5 separate regions of the Mus musculus genome follow, and regions 1, 2, 4 and 5 are each linked to region 3. The links are chromatin contacts, called in public HiCAR-type and HiChIP or PLAC-seq maps. All regions are on one chromosome and are shown on one strand. Each heading gives the region's core, a stretch centred on a gene start, on an enhancer-like site or on the middle of the called end of the contact. The rest is flanking DNA. Distances are from core to core; before and after follow the strand shown.

Region 1 (2,700 bases), core at 43-2,542, 440 kb before region 3:
CCTCTTAGTTGTATGCCTGGTTTACACCATGCACAATTATGTTCTTTTCCTGACTCAGGCTGGGAAAGGTTTTAAAGTCTTTCTGTGTGTCTGTGTGTGTTGGGTGAAGGGGGGTATGCAGTCATTGCAGAAGTTTAGCACTTTATGGAGATATTGGTGGAGAGATATTACTATAGTATTATGAGCTGAGTTGTAACCCCTCCACCCACCATTATATACTGAAGTCCTCACTGGTATCTCAGAATGTGAGTATAGCAGATTGCATCATTAAGAGGTAGTTAAAATTAAAATGAGGGCGTCAGGTATGCCCTTAAGTATGAACAACATCTCCATTATAAAAGAAGCTTGGACATAGTCATGTGAAGACCCTGAGCAGCTGCGATTCACAAGCTCAGATGAGCAGCCTCAGAAGGAATGAAGCCAGCACACATCTAGATTGTGCACTTGTGAGAAAGCAAAGCCCTGTTGTTTAAGGCAGACAAGATGGCTGTACTTGACATAGCCCTTGTAGGCTAAAATCAAGCAATAATAGCTAACGAGGAAGAGGGCAGTGGGGGCAGGTGGCTCTAGAATAGTTCAGGGGAAGGAAGGCTCTTCAGCATCTATTTCTCCACTTGTGAGATGCCATAGAGACAATGTGTTATTTGCCTTTTAATCCTAATTTGTACATGGTAAATGATCAGGCACAGTTAATTAATGCAGTGGTGATTAATGGGGAAGGTGTGCTCCAGGTTCAAACTGACTGTGTGATGTGTGGGGGAAAGAGGAGAGTCTGTTGTTAGGGAGACACAAACATCAGACCTTGGCTTTAGTTTCTCTGTGCCTCGATTTCTCTTGCGGGACAGATCATCATTGTACCTGCCATGTTGTTTGCTATGAGTCTGAAAGGTTCTAGCTCTACCCCACACTGTGGGCCTGTGAGTCATTTCAACAATGTGGAAGGCATATGTGAACCCTTTCACATCTCTGCTTAACAGCTGACAAAAAGATGAAAGACTGTGTCTGGCTGATAATGCTATTGGTTCTTTGGCCAAATTCCAACTTACGTTATTGTCACATAAGTGGCCAGACACTCCTACTCTGGGCAGAAGATGTGGCTTTTATAAATCTGAAAAGGAACTCCCAAGAAGTCTGAAATAAAAACAGAGATCATTCTGTTCTGTACCTTGCCTGTGTAGCATCGTATTATGTATTAGCACAGATGTTAAGATAAACAATTCCCATTGTTTACTGACTAATGACAGCATTCAGGCTAATGTGGCTGAGAAGAGTCAGGGAACTTGGTTCACATAGAGATGGGGAGCACAAATGCCCAGCTGCTGTCCTGGTCTGTATTTGGAGACAGAGCAGGCCCTCCTATACCATGTCTAAAAATTGAGCAAGTTTGCTTAAAATTCAGGCCACAGACTGGAACTCAAAGGGGTCACAAACCAACAGCTGGATTTCACATAGTTTGTCATGACCAGGTGAGTTTTCAGTAAGTTATAAAGGGTGGAAGCATGGACAGAAGCAAAGGTGATCAAAAGAGTGCAGCCAGCATTCGTCAACACTGTAAGCTCCAAATGATCATTTAATTCAGCCAGTAAAGATTAAGGGCAGGCTGAGAGTGTGGGCCTGCCACTAAGGTAATTGCTGAGTCATATCAGCCTTCACCAGACTCAGACATTTAACCAAAGACTTCCCTTTTGTAAGATCTATCTGCTCTCTAAGTTCCTGCTAGTCTAGAACAGCGTGCATTATATTTAAATTTTTCTGTAGACAACTAAAAGAAAGATTGGGAAAATGTAAATCAAAACAACCTTAAGATTCCATCTTACACCCATCAGAGTGGCTAAGATAAAAAAAAAACAAAAAAAACCAAAAAACTCATGTAAGTGACAGCACATGTTGGCAAGGATGTGGAGCAAGGGGAACACTCCACCATTGCTAGTGGCTGACAAAACTTGTACTAACACTTTAGAAATCAATTTGGCATTTTCTCAGAAAACTGGGAATAGTTCTACCTCAAGACCCAGCTATACCACTCCTGGACATATAAGCCAAAAGGTGACTCAACATCCCACAAAGATACTTATTCAACTATGTTCACAGCAGCTTTATTCATAATAGTCAGAAATTGAAAACAACCTAGATGTCCCTCCACTGGAGAATGGATAAAGTAAATGTGGTACATTTACACAATGAAATACAATTCAGCTATTAAAAACCAAAACATTGTGAATTTTTCAGAAAAAGGGATTGAACTTGAGAATATCATCCTAAGTGAGGTAACCCAGTCCCAAAAAGACCTGTATGGTATGTACTCGCTTAGAAGTGGTTATTAGCCATAAAATACAGGTACCATGTACATTCCACAGACCCAAAGAAGCTAAACAAGAAGAAAGACTCAACTCAAAAGTCCAAGCATTCCCAAGCATGGAAGTCTCAGACTGTGGCAGCACCTTGTGTTGATGGTAAAGATACAGCAGCAACTGGCAAGATTCTGGGTAAGACTATATTCAAAAGCAATGGACTTAGCCTCTCAGACAGGAAGAAGTGCAGGGTAGGCAGTCCTAAGGTTGGCTGAGTCCACAATGCTACTGTTGAGGAGTCAATGCTTAGGTCCTTCTCTTGTCTGCCCACATCCTGATACCAACAGACCTGGGATGCTCTCAACCTTGATCTGTGAAACCAATCACTGGAGAGATGCAGAACTGACTG
Region 2 (2,700 bases), core at 18-2,517, 280 kb before region 3:
ATTTCTCCCTGCAAGACACTTAATACGTAGGATAAATGTCTTGTTTAAATAGGTGAGTCTCTGGGTTGTTTGTATAGTTTAGGATGAGTAAAAGAGAATTCTCCAGAGGGAGTTACTGGGCTGCCTGCCAGTGTGGTTATATTGATTCAAGCCAACCATATTTATAATATGTGCTGATGAATAATGTCACATCTGTTATGCTTAAGCTATTTCTTTAGTCCCCAGAGCCCCATAGCATGGCATACACTGAGAGCTTAGTAAGTAATTGGTGAATTTACATAAACATAAGCCACTGTCCCTTGACCAATCTTTTATTAAGAATTTATTGATTTTTTTCTCATGTGTTTATTCTATGTGTGGGTGTAGCACTGTGCACTGGTGGAGGTCAGAGGACAACTTACAGGAGCTAGTTCCTTCTTCCCGTCACTTATGTTCTAAGGATCAAACTCTGGCAAGTGCCTTTACCCAGTGAGCCCTCTCTCTAGCCCCTTATGCAGAACTTTGGAGTTGAGAGGAAAGGTTCAAACATTGAACAATGATGTTTGGGCATAGTGCTACAGGTCAGGCCCTGTATTATCTGCATTCTTCTTTCCTGGAAGACAGCCTTCTTCATTTGCAAGTGATAAATTACCCACTTACAAGCCTTACAAGAGCTGATGGAAAGCACCAAAGCCCAGAGTCTGAAGTTTGGTCAGCTCAATGAGTACTACTTGAATCTAACCTTTAGATTAGAAGGGCACCATATTGAGATTGGTAGGGACCTGTTAACTGTAAGACTGTTGGTACATTTTGGTATGGTCTAGAGACAATTCTTCAGTGGTATCTGGGTTGGATTCTTGTCTGTGTGGATTTTCTTTTCATTTGTGTTCTAGCCTGTTTGGTTCTTTATACCTCTCTTACAGGTCAATAGGCAAAAGCATTTTGTTCTTTTATAATGCTGGAGCAAACCTGTATTTGATCATAAAACTAGAACATGTTCAACTTACTTGATTGTCAATAAAAGTCAAATGAAAGATCCATCTTCACTAAATCTGCTTATTCTTAGCAAATTGCACAAATCTTTTGTGATATAACATGTTCAGGCTTTGATAAGACACTTTACTATGTAATATGCATTTATTCAATTATGTGGGTGATTCTTTGTCTCTGTGAGGCTGAATCATTCCATAATGCACTGCAGCTTGCACTGAGCTTGGAGAGCAGCCATCTCTGCTATTATTAAACTCCATTTGCTTGCGTTCAGACAAGTGTGTGTATTGTGCAGCCCCACCCCTTCCTGGTGTCCTTGAGGTGAGCATGTTTCTTCTGCTATGCTTCTTTTCCCACCCACAGGAATCCCCGTGACCATCTGAGACTATGAGTCAAAATACATTCTTAGTTCTTTAGTTTGTTTTTCTCTAAGTTGGATGTTCTTGGGGCCCCGCAAGACTTCTTGGGAAGGCAGGGAGAACCATGGGCCAGATGATGGTTGTCAAGAGGCAGCACACAGCTCACCTCTGTTGCTTATACCCCAGGTGGGCCAGACTGGCAGGGGATTGATGGGGAGGAAAGTCTACACTGGATGTTCCTGAAAGTCTACACAGGCCTCCTGGGAAAAGCATCAAGAGCCATGGGCCGGAAGATGAAGGTCAAGGGATTGTAACTTTAATTTTTTCAAACTTTATTTTTAATGATGGTTCTTTATTTTTATTAGGTATTTTCCTCGTTTACATTTTCAATGCTATCCCAAAGGTCCCCCATCCCCACCCCCCCATCCCCTACCCACCCACTCCCCCTTTTTGGCCCTGGCGTTCCCCTGTACTGGGGCATATAAAGTTTGCAAGTCCAATGGGCCTCTTTTGCAGTGATGGCTGACTAGGCCATCTTTTGATACATATGCAGCTAGAGACAAGAGCTCCAGGGTACTGGTTAGTTCATATTGTTGTTCCACCTATAGGGTTGCAGTTCCCTTTAGCTCCTTGGGTAATTTCTCTAGCTCCTCCATTGGGGGCCGTGTGACCTGTCCAATAGCTGACTGTGATCATCCACTTCTGTGTTTGCTAGGCCCCGGCATAGTCTCACAAGAGAGAGCTATATCTGGGTCCTTTCAGCAAAATCTTGCTAGTGTATGCAATGGTGTCAGCATTTGGAAGCTGATTATGGGATGGATCCCTGGATATGGCAATCACTAGATGGTTCATCCTTTTGTCACAGCTCCAAATTTTGTCTCTGTAACTCTTTCCATGGGTGTTTTGTTCCCATTTCTAAGAAAGGGCAAAGTGTCCACACTTTGGTTTTCATTCATCTTGAATTTCATGCGTTTGGCAAGTTGTATCTTATATCTTGGGTATCCTAAGTTTTTGGACTAATATCCACTTATCAGTGAGTACATATTGTGCGGGTTCCTTTGTGATTGGGTTACCTCACTCAGGATGATACCCTCCAGGTCCATCCATTTGCCTAAGAATTTCATAAATTCATTTTTTTAATAGCTGAGTAGTATTCCATTGTGTAAATGTACCACATTTTCTGTATCCATTCCTCTGTTGAGGGGCATCTGGGTTCTTTTCAGCTTCTGGCTATTATAAACAAGGCTGCTATGAACATAGTGGAGCATGTGTTCTTCTTACCGGTTGGGACATCTTCTGGATGCCCAGGAGAGGTATTGCGGGATCCTCTGGTAGTACTATGTCCAATTTTCTGAGGAACCACCAGACTGAT
Region 3 (2,700 bases), core at 64-2,563:
ACATTTTCACGATTTTTATTATAAGTAAATTTTGGTGTGATTGTTACCAAAACATGCATTATTGTTTCAAATATAAACCTTGAAGGGATACAAGATAAGTGTGTGAGAACAAACTTCCCATTACAATGATTTTATGTGGAATGCCACACACAGTTAATAATTAGTCGTTCAAATATTCTAGTTTTTACCATTTTTTAATGTAATACACAAAAACACAGAACATAGTTGTGTTTAACTAGGTGCCAAGGGCCTCATCGTTTTCTCCTGGCTTTCTCAAAAGCTTTGGGAACCGCAAGCCACTGAGTCTTTTCAATGATTCATCTGAATGCCAAAGCTGGGACCCCGGGCTCTCGGACTGTCTGGAATAGACACACAGTTGACATGGTTAACTCCTCCTCACTATAATCACTCCTAATTTCCAACTTAAAGATGCTGCCTTACCCACGCCTTGTTTCCCATCAAAAGACATGTGCAATGTTTTACATTCAGCTACAAATTAGGTTGGAAAAATGACCCAAGAGGGGTCAATTTAGTGGAAGTTTACTGTTCCCAAACAGGCCCCTCCTAGCAAGAGTTCAGAAAGAAACTTCCCTCTTCCAGACTCTGCAGCAGGTCAAGGGTTGTTTTGGAGGACCGCCCATTCCAGACCCAAGGTCCTTTTCCGTTTCCTCCCGGTACAGTCTCTGTCCAGATCTCCTCCGGGCTTCTATGGGGAAGCCAAACTGCCTCCCTGCAAGGCCAGTTGCTGTAGATGCAAGCAACCTGTGAACTCAGGCCAACTCCTTGAAACTTCACAGAGGCAAAGGCATTCCAGGACACACAGAGGCTGTGGCCAACTGCCCAGGGGGAGGAGACTGCTCTCTGCTCTCAGTTGCCCTTCAGGTTCTGCGCCCTGGGGACCTGGCAGTGGCAGAATCATGTGGGCACCTGGTAAGGTGGCCGGGACCATGTGTTCCTCCCGCAACCTCCCCAGGGTGTTGATCTCCGCCTCAGCTTGGGCTCTTTCTCTTTCACTTTTCTGTTAGCTGGGGTTGGGACTCCCCGGCTGGAAAGCACTGGGGGAAACCGGGGAAACCCCAGCTGATTCGCTCCTTGTGCCTTGATTGCTCCCGCTGGCTGCTGCCCTGCATCCTGCACCCTTCAACCAGAACCCGATGGAGGTACAGAATGGGAGGTGGTAGTGCTGGTGGTGGTGGATCAACAATGGAATTTTTTTTTTTTCCGAAAGCCTACGCCCCGGGCCCCTCCCAGCTCTGGCTCTGCTCAGGCACCCTTTTCCCCTCCAGCTGCCGGCCAGGCCGCCCCGCCCTCTTTCTTGACCAAGACTTCAATACTCAGTGGCACTGTATTCCCCTTCTGTCCAGCCACTCTTCCCCAGAGTTCTCTTCTTCATCCTCCCCCTTGCAGAGTAGGGCAGCTTGCAGGTCCTCCTGCAAGTCTCTCCCAATTCTCTGCGCCCAAAAGACTTGCAGTGCATCTCCTTACGCGCTGCAGGGACCTTGCCAGGGCAGGACTGCCCCCGCCCAGTTGCAGAGTTGGACGAAGACGGGATCCTGCTGTGTTTGGAAGGCTGAGTTCCACATCTAACAGCTCAGAGAGGTCAGGAAAGGTACTAACTCGGCTCTGCTTGCCACATTCTTTCAAACTTCTGGCCCCGGCGAATGGATGGCTGCTATGGACTTTCTTTCTTTCTTTCTCTCTCTCTCTCCTCTCTCCCTTTGCAAAAATTACTCACCTTTTCCTTGTTGAAGATGCGTTTTCTAGGGAAATAAATGTGCAGGAATGGCCATAGGTCTGGGTCTGTATTAGCAACAGCTTAGCTCAAGGCTTAATCAAAGCAGTTGTCTGTATGAAATACCAGATTGAAGGGAAGCAACGGGGAAGATTGTCCTGAAATAAAATCCTCACTCAAGCGGGCTTTAGATGAAAACCCAGCTAACTTTTTCAAGTGGGTTGGAGAGTGCAAAGTTGCAAGAAAGGGAAGCTCAAAAGAATGTCTATAGCCCCTCCCCCCTGCATTTAATATTATGTTAATGCCCAAACAATGTTAATGATCCAGGTTCCAGACAGAACCAGGCAGCGTCCTGACAGGTTTCAGACAGAACCAGAGACAGAGTCCCGCAGAAGCTGAAATGGAAATGAGGTGATTGGCAGCAGCTACTTTCCACTGGTGATTTTAAATTGATTTCTGATACTCTCATTGGTGGCGCCAGGGAGGCCCCATTGACCTGCCAGGACTCTCCAGTCTGAGCCGGTAAATAAACAGATTACTACGATTGCTGCCTCAAGTTAGATCCTTATCAACATTGAATGCTCACTAAAATTTAAAGGATTTCTTAAAGGAAGTTTAGAGGGATTGATAAGAAAGAAGCGACTCAAGAGGGAACATCAATATTAATAAAGGAGTAGAGACAAAACTATAGTTATTTTAGGCTTTTAGAATAAAAAAACAACAACAACAACAACAACAAACTCCGGAGTTTTACTTAAAATGTGGAAGGGTCAGAAATTGCTTCAGGCTTGTTATAAATGTGTCTGCTTCTCCTCTGATCTTTATGCTTCCCCTTTTCCCTTCTGGGAGTTTGCAGTCCCATTCTCACTCTAATGGCTCCTCTTGCCTTGTGATCTGTTTTGCAACATGATAGGGGGTCAGGTTTTCCCTAGTTCAGATCCCTGACAGGTTTCTAGTAGTTTAGATAT
Region 4 (2,700 bases), core at 62-2,561, 340 kb before region 3:
GCTACTCTGAGACTTCACTGTGCTTTGACGTTATTTCTGTTCTTCGTTTTGAATTATAAGGTATTTAGTGTTCAGGTTGATAAACATTGACAAGTGTATAGCCACAAAGTCACCACAATAGTTACTCCCCAGACTTTCCTTCAGTTTTATGCTTATGACAAGTAAAGCCTCTGCGAGCCTCTACCTTCCACTCTTTAGAGTAGAAAGATGGGTGATATAAAACAACAACAACAACAATGACGACAATGACAACGACGACAACAACAACCTGTCCAGCCACATTTCAAAACCAATCATTTTACATATCAAGGCCCTGCTTGTTTTCTCCTTAACACTGGTATATGTTTTAAAAAATTTCAGCCACTAATATTGTTGTATTATAGTTAATTGAATCCTTAATGATTATAAAACAAAGTCTTTCATCTTAGTAATATTCTCTGATTTGAAATAAACAATCCCACTTCCCATTTATTAGTTTAATGTAGTTTATTGTCATTTGAAAATTTTTTACTTTTTCTTTTCAGTGTTCAGGACTGAACCACAACCTCATGCCTACCTATTTAATTCTCTAGCCCCAATCTTTTATGTTTAGCTTGCTGTACGTACATATTAAAAGTGAGCTTCTTGAATGCAGTATGATAGTTGGATGTTACATTTTAAACATTTTTATGGTGTGTGTGTGTGTGTGTTTGCATTTCAATAGGTATATATGTGTATGGGTGCCTGCAGATGTCAGAACCGGATGTCGGATTCCTTGGAACTCAGTTATGGGTGGTTTGGAGTTGCACGCTCAGTGTGAGTACAGGGGAACAAACTCTGGTCCTCTATAAACAGGGACAAATATTTTTACCAACTGAGTCATCTCTCCTTTCCTGGGCCATATGTTTTTATTTGCTCTGAAAAATACCTATCTTTTACTTGGGGTGTTTAAATCAATTACCTTTGATATAACCATCATGTAGTTAGATTTATATTTATTATCTGACTCTACTTTTCAACTTATCCCATCTCTCCTATGCTTTGTTGTGTTCTCTTTTTTTGATGTTTTTAGTTAATTGCAATTTTTAAGGTTCTATTTTCTATCTTTTACTGGCTATGGCTATGGTGGGTTGCCTTGCCTCCGTATTTGCTTGTAGCATACGCGGTTCACATCTCATAGCTCCTGAAGTCTTACGTTACCACTTCTGGCACAATGTAAGACCCTTCCACTAAATTCTTTCCCCAGTTGATCCCTCCTGATCTTGAAATGGCGCCATACCTTTTGTTTTACACTTTGAGATACTAGCTGGATGTCTCCTGGTGATTCACTTCTTTCTCCCACCTCAAGGTGGCACTCGTGCTCCACATAGATTCACCGTTGCTGTACTCTACTGTGGCCAGCATAGTTCATTAAAGCAAAGGCTCTGGGTTGGGATAATTGTATGAGTCCCCTTATTTATTGCTTAATTCTTAGGGATCAGTGTTCCCCCTTATTACTTCCCATCTTGAAAACTGTCACTTCATATATTTTGCCCTGTTGTTCCTTGCCAATGAAGAGTAAATCTTTTTGCTGCTATGCCGTTGCACCTGTAGTGGATAACACAGCTCAGATGCATTTTAATACAAACTAGTTTGTTTGTTTTTTTCTAAATTGTGTACGCTTCTTCACACTTTTACAGGTGCCATTTTGTCATTTTGAGTCTACCATATAAAAGATGTTTGGCAAAATTCAATTTACAACACAGTGTGCCTCTATTTCTAAACCAATAAACGTTGTTACAATAATAGTCTTGGTTTAAAAATGTGCCACCAATGGTGGTTCTGCTGGTTAGTTTTTGCCACCTTGACACAGACTAAAGACACTTGGGAAAAGGGTGATTCAATTGAGGAATTGCCTCCATCAGATTGGCCTGTGGGCGTTGTCTTGATTGATGATTGATGTAGGAGGTGTCACCCCTGGACAGGCGGTCCAGGGCTGTGTAACTGCAGGGAAGCATGCCAGCAGACATCACTCCTCTGAGGTGTAGTCTCTACTTCAGTTCCTGTCTCTAGGCTTCTACATTGGGCTCCTGCATTGACTTTCTGTGGTAGTGGTAAGCATAAGGCAGAGAAATTCTTCCCTCCCCTGAGTTGCTTTTGGTCAGCAAAAGAGACACAAACTAGAACAGTGTAATCCCATCACTCTGGAGGTGGTGAAAAGACCCATTCTTTTTCAAAACCCTGCTACTGATTTTTCTTCAGCAAACTAGGAAACATTTTCACCATGGAGTTCTTGGTGAATATTTACATTAAAATATATTGATTGATTTGCTTTTGTTTTCTCAGGCAGGGTTTCTCTGGGGAACCCTGGCTCTCCTGGAACTCAGTAGACCAGGCTGGCCTTAAACTCACAGGAATTTGCCTACCTCTGCCTCCTGGGATTAAAGGCATGTACCCCCCACGCCCCCACCCCCAGCTATATTGATTGATTTTTAATTTGCGTTATTTTCTAGCCTGGGTTGGTATACAACTTGAATTCTTCCTGTCTTTGCCCTGTCATCTTCTTGGATTATGGGATTACAGTTTTGTACCAAAATGCCCAGCTCTTATAGAATTTTTCATGTGAAGTGTATTTTGGACTTTACAGAAGAGACCATGGTGATCTTTCACACACACACACACACACACACACACACACACACGCACACGCACACACACACACGAGAATCTTGTAGGTTTTTA
Region 5 (2,700 bases), core at 171-2,670, 460 kb before region 3:
AAATCTCACTTTCCAAATTCTCCTGGGAGAAGACACTCCACAGCTTGAACCCTCTCCCGAACCAGACTCTCCGATACTCCCCCAACATACTGAAACCTCTCATGCTTGTAACCTGTCCCCCAAGCGACGCACAACAAAACTTAATAGGTTCATACATAAGAGACTGGTCTCTGGTGCTGCACGGACTTCTCAGCCAGAGGTGCCCCGGAGGCGGTGCTAGATCTCCCTAGACGCTTCTCGGGCTCCCCTCCCCCACGTCCGCCAGGCACCCCCCGGGTTGCTCACCTGCGTGGGGCATGGTGATGGTCTCGTTTGTGTTGGAGCCCACGTTAAAGATGACCACAGCGGAGGCGTTCTGCAGGAACGCGTTCCGGATCTTATCCCTGTACGTGCAGTTGCCCTTGGGGATGAGGGCTATCCAGTGCTTGCCGTGGGCCGGCGCGGCGAACTTGGTGTTGGGGTCGCAAGCCAGGCGGTCTTGGGCCGAGCTGGCCATGACCACCTCGCCGCGCGCGTCCTGCTTGGGCGAGTGCTCCCCGTATCGCCCGCACTCGCTCTTCTCCGTGTGCAGCTCCGCGCCGCCACCGCTGCCCGCCACCGCGGCCCCGGGCTCGGGCTCCAAATAGGTGATGTTCACGAAGGCGGTGTACCATTCCTCCTTCTCCGCCACGGTGAAGTCCAGGCAGAGCAGATGCACGAAACAAAAGGAAAGCAGCCATGTTGAGAGAGCCAGACTGCGGCACGCTTGGATGAGAGACATTGTCATCTCTCTCCTCCGGGGTCCCCTCCCCGCCCCCTGCGCCCTCCCCCCGCTCCGTCCCTCCTTTCCCTGCCCCGGCCAACCCCGGGCAGCCACTCTGGTTCTCCTGTCGCTGCGACTCACTCCCTGGCCGGCGGAGCTCCGGCTGGGACGCGCAGACGCTGCGGAGACCGGATCCGGGACGAGCGGGAGAAACCCGCCCTGTCCCCTCTCAGCCGAAGCGCGGCGCTGGCATCGGGCTTCCCGGGTGATCGCGGCGCGGTCGCGGAGCGGGCGCCGCGCACTTGCGGGGGAGTCCGGCTGCCAGGCGTCCTGTTCCTTTGCCCCGTGTCGCCTTCTCTCATAGAGGTGGCGGGGTCCTCGGGTTTGGAAGGGGTGGCGGCTCTGCTTGTCGCGGCCGAGCGGGGCGGGGGTGGGGTGCTGGAGATCCTCGGTGCTGGGACTATCGGTCCCGCTGCAGACGCGGAGGTCGCTCCTGTTATGCGTGGGTTCCCATGGGCAGTAGGCGCTGCGCTTCTGGCCAGACTAGGTGGCTACGCCCGGGACACTCACTTGCCGAGGGAGGGGGAGGTACGGGGCAGATGGGATGGGGGAGAGCGTGAGGAGAGGGATACAGCGTTTTGTGTGTGTCTGTATTTGTGTGTGTGTGTGTGTGTGTGTGTGTGTGTGTGTGTGTGTGTGTGTGTGTGTGTGTGTGTGTGATGTGCGCGTGCAAGGAGGAGCTTAGTATGATGTCAAAGCTCCTGGGCTCCCCTTGCAACGCTCACTCTGTCTCTCTTCCTGGGCGTCAGCGACCTCTGCTGGGCCTCAAATTCAGGCTTCGACAGTTGCGGGCAAAAGGTAAAAAGGACCTTCAGGCCTTTGAATTGGGAACAATTAATTGAGGGAGTCTTAAATACAGCAAAGTGTAGGAACCTCTCTGGAACAGCATTTCCGTTTGCTGGAAGATGTGCAGAGAGTTCTCTGGTATTTATCCCAGCACTGATTGGTCATGAGGCCCCTCCCCCCCGCCCCCCCAGACCTGAATATTTAGGACAGTGGCTGTCAGAATTCCAGTTTTAAACCAGGACTGATCAGCATGAATTCAGGAGAATTTCACATTTATTAAGTCAGGGGTGGGGTCCTTGGTGATGCACACTCTGCTGGTCTAAGGACCAGTCTGTGGTGTGGGTAAAAGTGACTTCTTTTCCTCTGCTCTGGAAGCCAGCTCATGGCATGGCGTTAGTTTTCTTAGAAAATGGACCTCTCCTCATACTTTAAGATTGAGACATTTTGCCTCCATTCCCACTCTAATAGCCCTGCCTTAGAGGATTCACAGCGTCAGTAGGTGGTATGTGTGTGTGTGTGTGTGTGTGTGTGTGTGTGTGTGTGTGTTCGTTACCATTTTAAGCTGTGTTTTCCAGTTGTGACAGAGATTAAAAGAAACCAGTGGAGAACAGTTTCCTAGAGTCGTGTTCTAATAGCAGAATTCTTTAACAATTAGATATCTGGTTGGTTGTTACACTTCCTCATTAATGGTTTCTGTAGTTTCAGAAACCAGTAATATAAAATGTCTACTTATTTATACATACACAAATATGGTAGTGCTTAATGATTTACATTATATCTTCCACCTGGTTCTCTTTCCTGTGCCTCTCGAGAAGCACTGAGAAGCCCAGCAGTTTTTGTCACAATATACACATCCTAGGTCTGGACATCACAAAACAGAAGATGGATTCTGGATATATCCTATGTCTAAATATAATCCTCAAAGGACGAAGGACTTGAATGATTATTAGGGGACCAGTTGTTGGTAATAGGAAGGAGTTGTAGGTACAATAGATCAGACAGGTTGGTGTTTGATGTGTTCAGAAGCCATAGTGAGCTCATCAGGGGTGGAGAGAGATGAGCGATGGAAAGAATGAGATGGGATTAATGGTGGGAAGATTCTAAGTGGCCTT

The links. HiCAR-type assays count read pairs that join an accessible place to other places. HiChIP or PLAC-seq counts read pairs in DNA pulled down with a chosen protein or histone mark.
Region 1: an H3K4me3 HiChIP or PLAC-seq map of bone marrow-derived macrophages shows a contact between it and region 3, with 4 times the contacts expected there. The contact joins the enhancer-like site here to the promoter of Il15 in region 3. A contact is called at or near these places in 9 of 39 promoter capture datasets (the 3T3-L1 cell line, the C10 cell line, the HPC-7 cell line and 5 more), 1 of 484 Hi-C or Micro-C datasets (uterus), 4 of 115 datasets of contacts at active chromatin or transcription factors (the NIH/3T3 cell line, bone marrow-derived dendritic cells, bone marrow-derived macrophages and 1 more) and 4 of 9 other capture datasets (adipose tissue, embryonic stem cells, liver and 1 more).
Region 2: a contact with region 3 is called in a FOXA1 HiChIP or PLAC-seq map of pancreatic cancer cells. The contact joins the enhancer-like site here to the promoter of Il15 in region 3. A contact is called at or near these places in 16 of 39 promoter capture datasets (the 3T3-L1 cell line, 3T3-L1-derived adipocytes, the C10 cell line and 11 more), 1 of 15 datasets of contacts at CTCF or cohesin (the NIH/3T3 cell line), 6 of 484 Hi-C or Micro-C datasets (liver and uterus), 7 of 115 datasets of contacts at active chromatin or transcription factors (bone marrow-derived dendritic cells, bone marrow-derived macrophages, embryonic stem cells and 3 more) and 4 of 9 other capture datasets (adipose tissue, embryonic stem cells, liver and 1 more).
Region 4: a contact with region 3 is called in a HiCAR-type map of embryonic stem cells, with 6 times the contacts expected there. The contact joins the enhancer-like site here to the promoter of Il15 in region 3. A contact is called at or near these places in 1 of 39 promoter capture datasets (embryonic stem cells), 1 of 15 datasets of contacts at CTCF or cohesin (large pre-B cells), 2 of 484 Hi-C or Micro-C datasets (bone marrow-derived macrophages and epidermal suprabasal cells), 8 of 115 datasets of contacts at active chromatin or transcription factors (the NIH/3T3 cell line, bone marrow-derived dendritic cells, bone marrow-derived macrophages and 3 more) and 4 of 9 other capture datasets (adipose tissue, embryonic stem cells, liver and 1 more).
Region 5: an H3K27ac HiChIP or PLAC-seq map of bone marrow-derived dendritic cells shows a contact between it and region 3, with 2.9 times the contacts expected there. The contact joins the promoter of Rnf150 here to the promoter of Il15 in region 3. A contact is called at or near these places in 2 of 39 promoter capture datasets (embryonic stem cells and trophoblast stem cells), 3 of 115 datasets of contacts at active chromatin or transcription factors (bone marrow-derived dendritic cells, bone marrow-derived macrophages and large pre-B cells) and 2 of 9 other capture datasets (embryonic stem cells and liver).

The regions. Positions count from the first base shown.
Region 1 is chr8:82,845,218-82,847,917 of GRCm38.p6, reverse strand. No RefSeq gene overlaps it. Among named protein-coding and RNA genes, the nearest start is that of Gm31545, 9.0 kb to the right of the region's middle. Within about 2 kb of position 1,292, at least 31 of the 459 cell types and tissues checked have an H3K27ac peak or open chromatin away from gene starts, as enhancers often do. A contact at or near this core is called in the HPC-7 cell line, bone marrow-derived macrophages, pancreatic islet and 1 more, where this site is marked.
Region 2 is chr8:82,676,513-82,679,212 of GRCm38.p6, reverse strand. No RefSeq gene overlaps it. Among named protein-coding and RNA genes, the nearest start is that of Zfp330, 96 kb to the left of the region's middle. Within about 2 kb of position 1,267, at least 5 of the 459 cell types and tissues checked have an H3K27ac peak or open chromatin away from gene starts, as enhancers often do. A contact at or near this core is called in pancreatic cancer cells, where this site is marked.
Region 3 is chr8:82,401,199-82,403,898 of GRCm38.p6, reverse strand. Il15 (interleukin 15) reads left to right here and starts at 1,313. Exons shown (of 8, transcript NM_001254747.1): 1 at 1,313-1,599.
Region 4 is chr8:82,743,347-82,746,046 of GRCm38.p6, reverse strand. No RefSeq gene overlaps it. Among named protein-coding and RNA genes, the nearest start is that of Zfp330, 29 kb to the left of the region's middle. Within about 2 kb of position 1,311, at least 5 of the 459 cell types and tissues checked have an H3K27ac peak or open chromatin away from gene starts, as enhancers often do. A contact at or near this core is called in embryonic stem cells, where this site is marked.
Region 5 is chr8:82,862,076-82,864,775 of GRCm38.p6, reverse strand. It overlaps Rnf150 (ring finger protein 150), which reads right to left and starts at 1,420. Exons shown (of 7, transcript NM_177378.4): 1 at 286-1,420. The coding sequence starts at 766.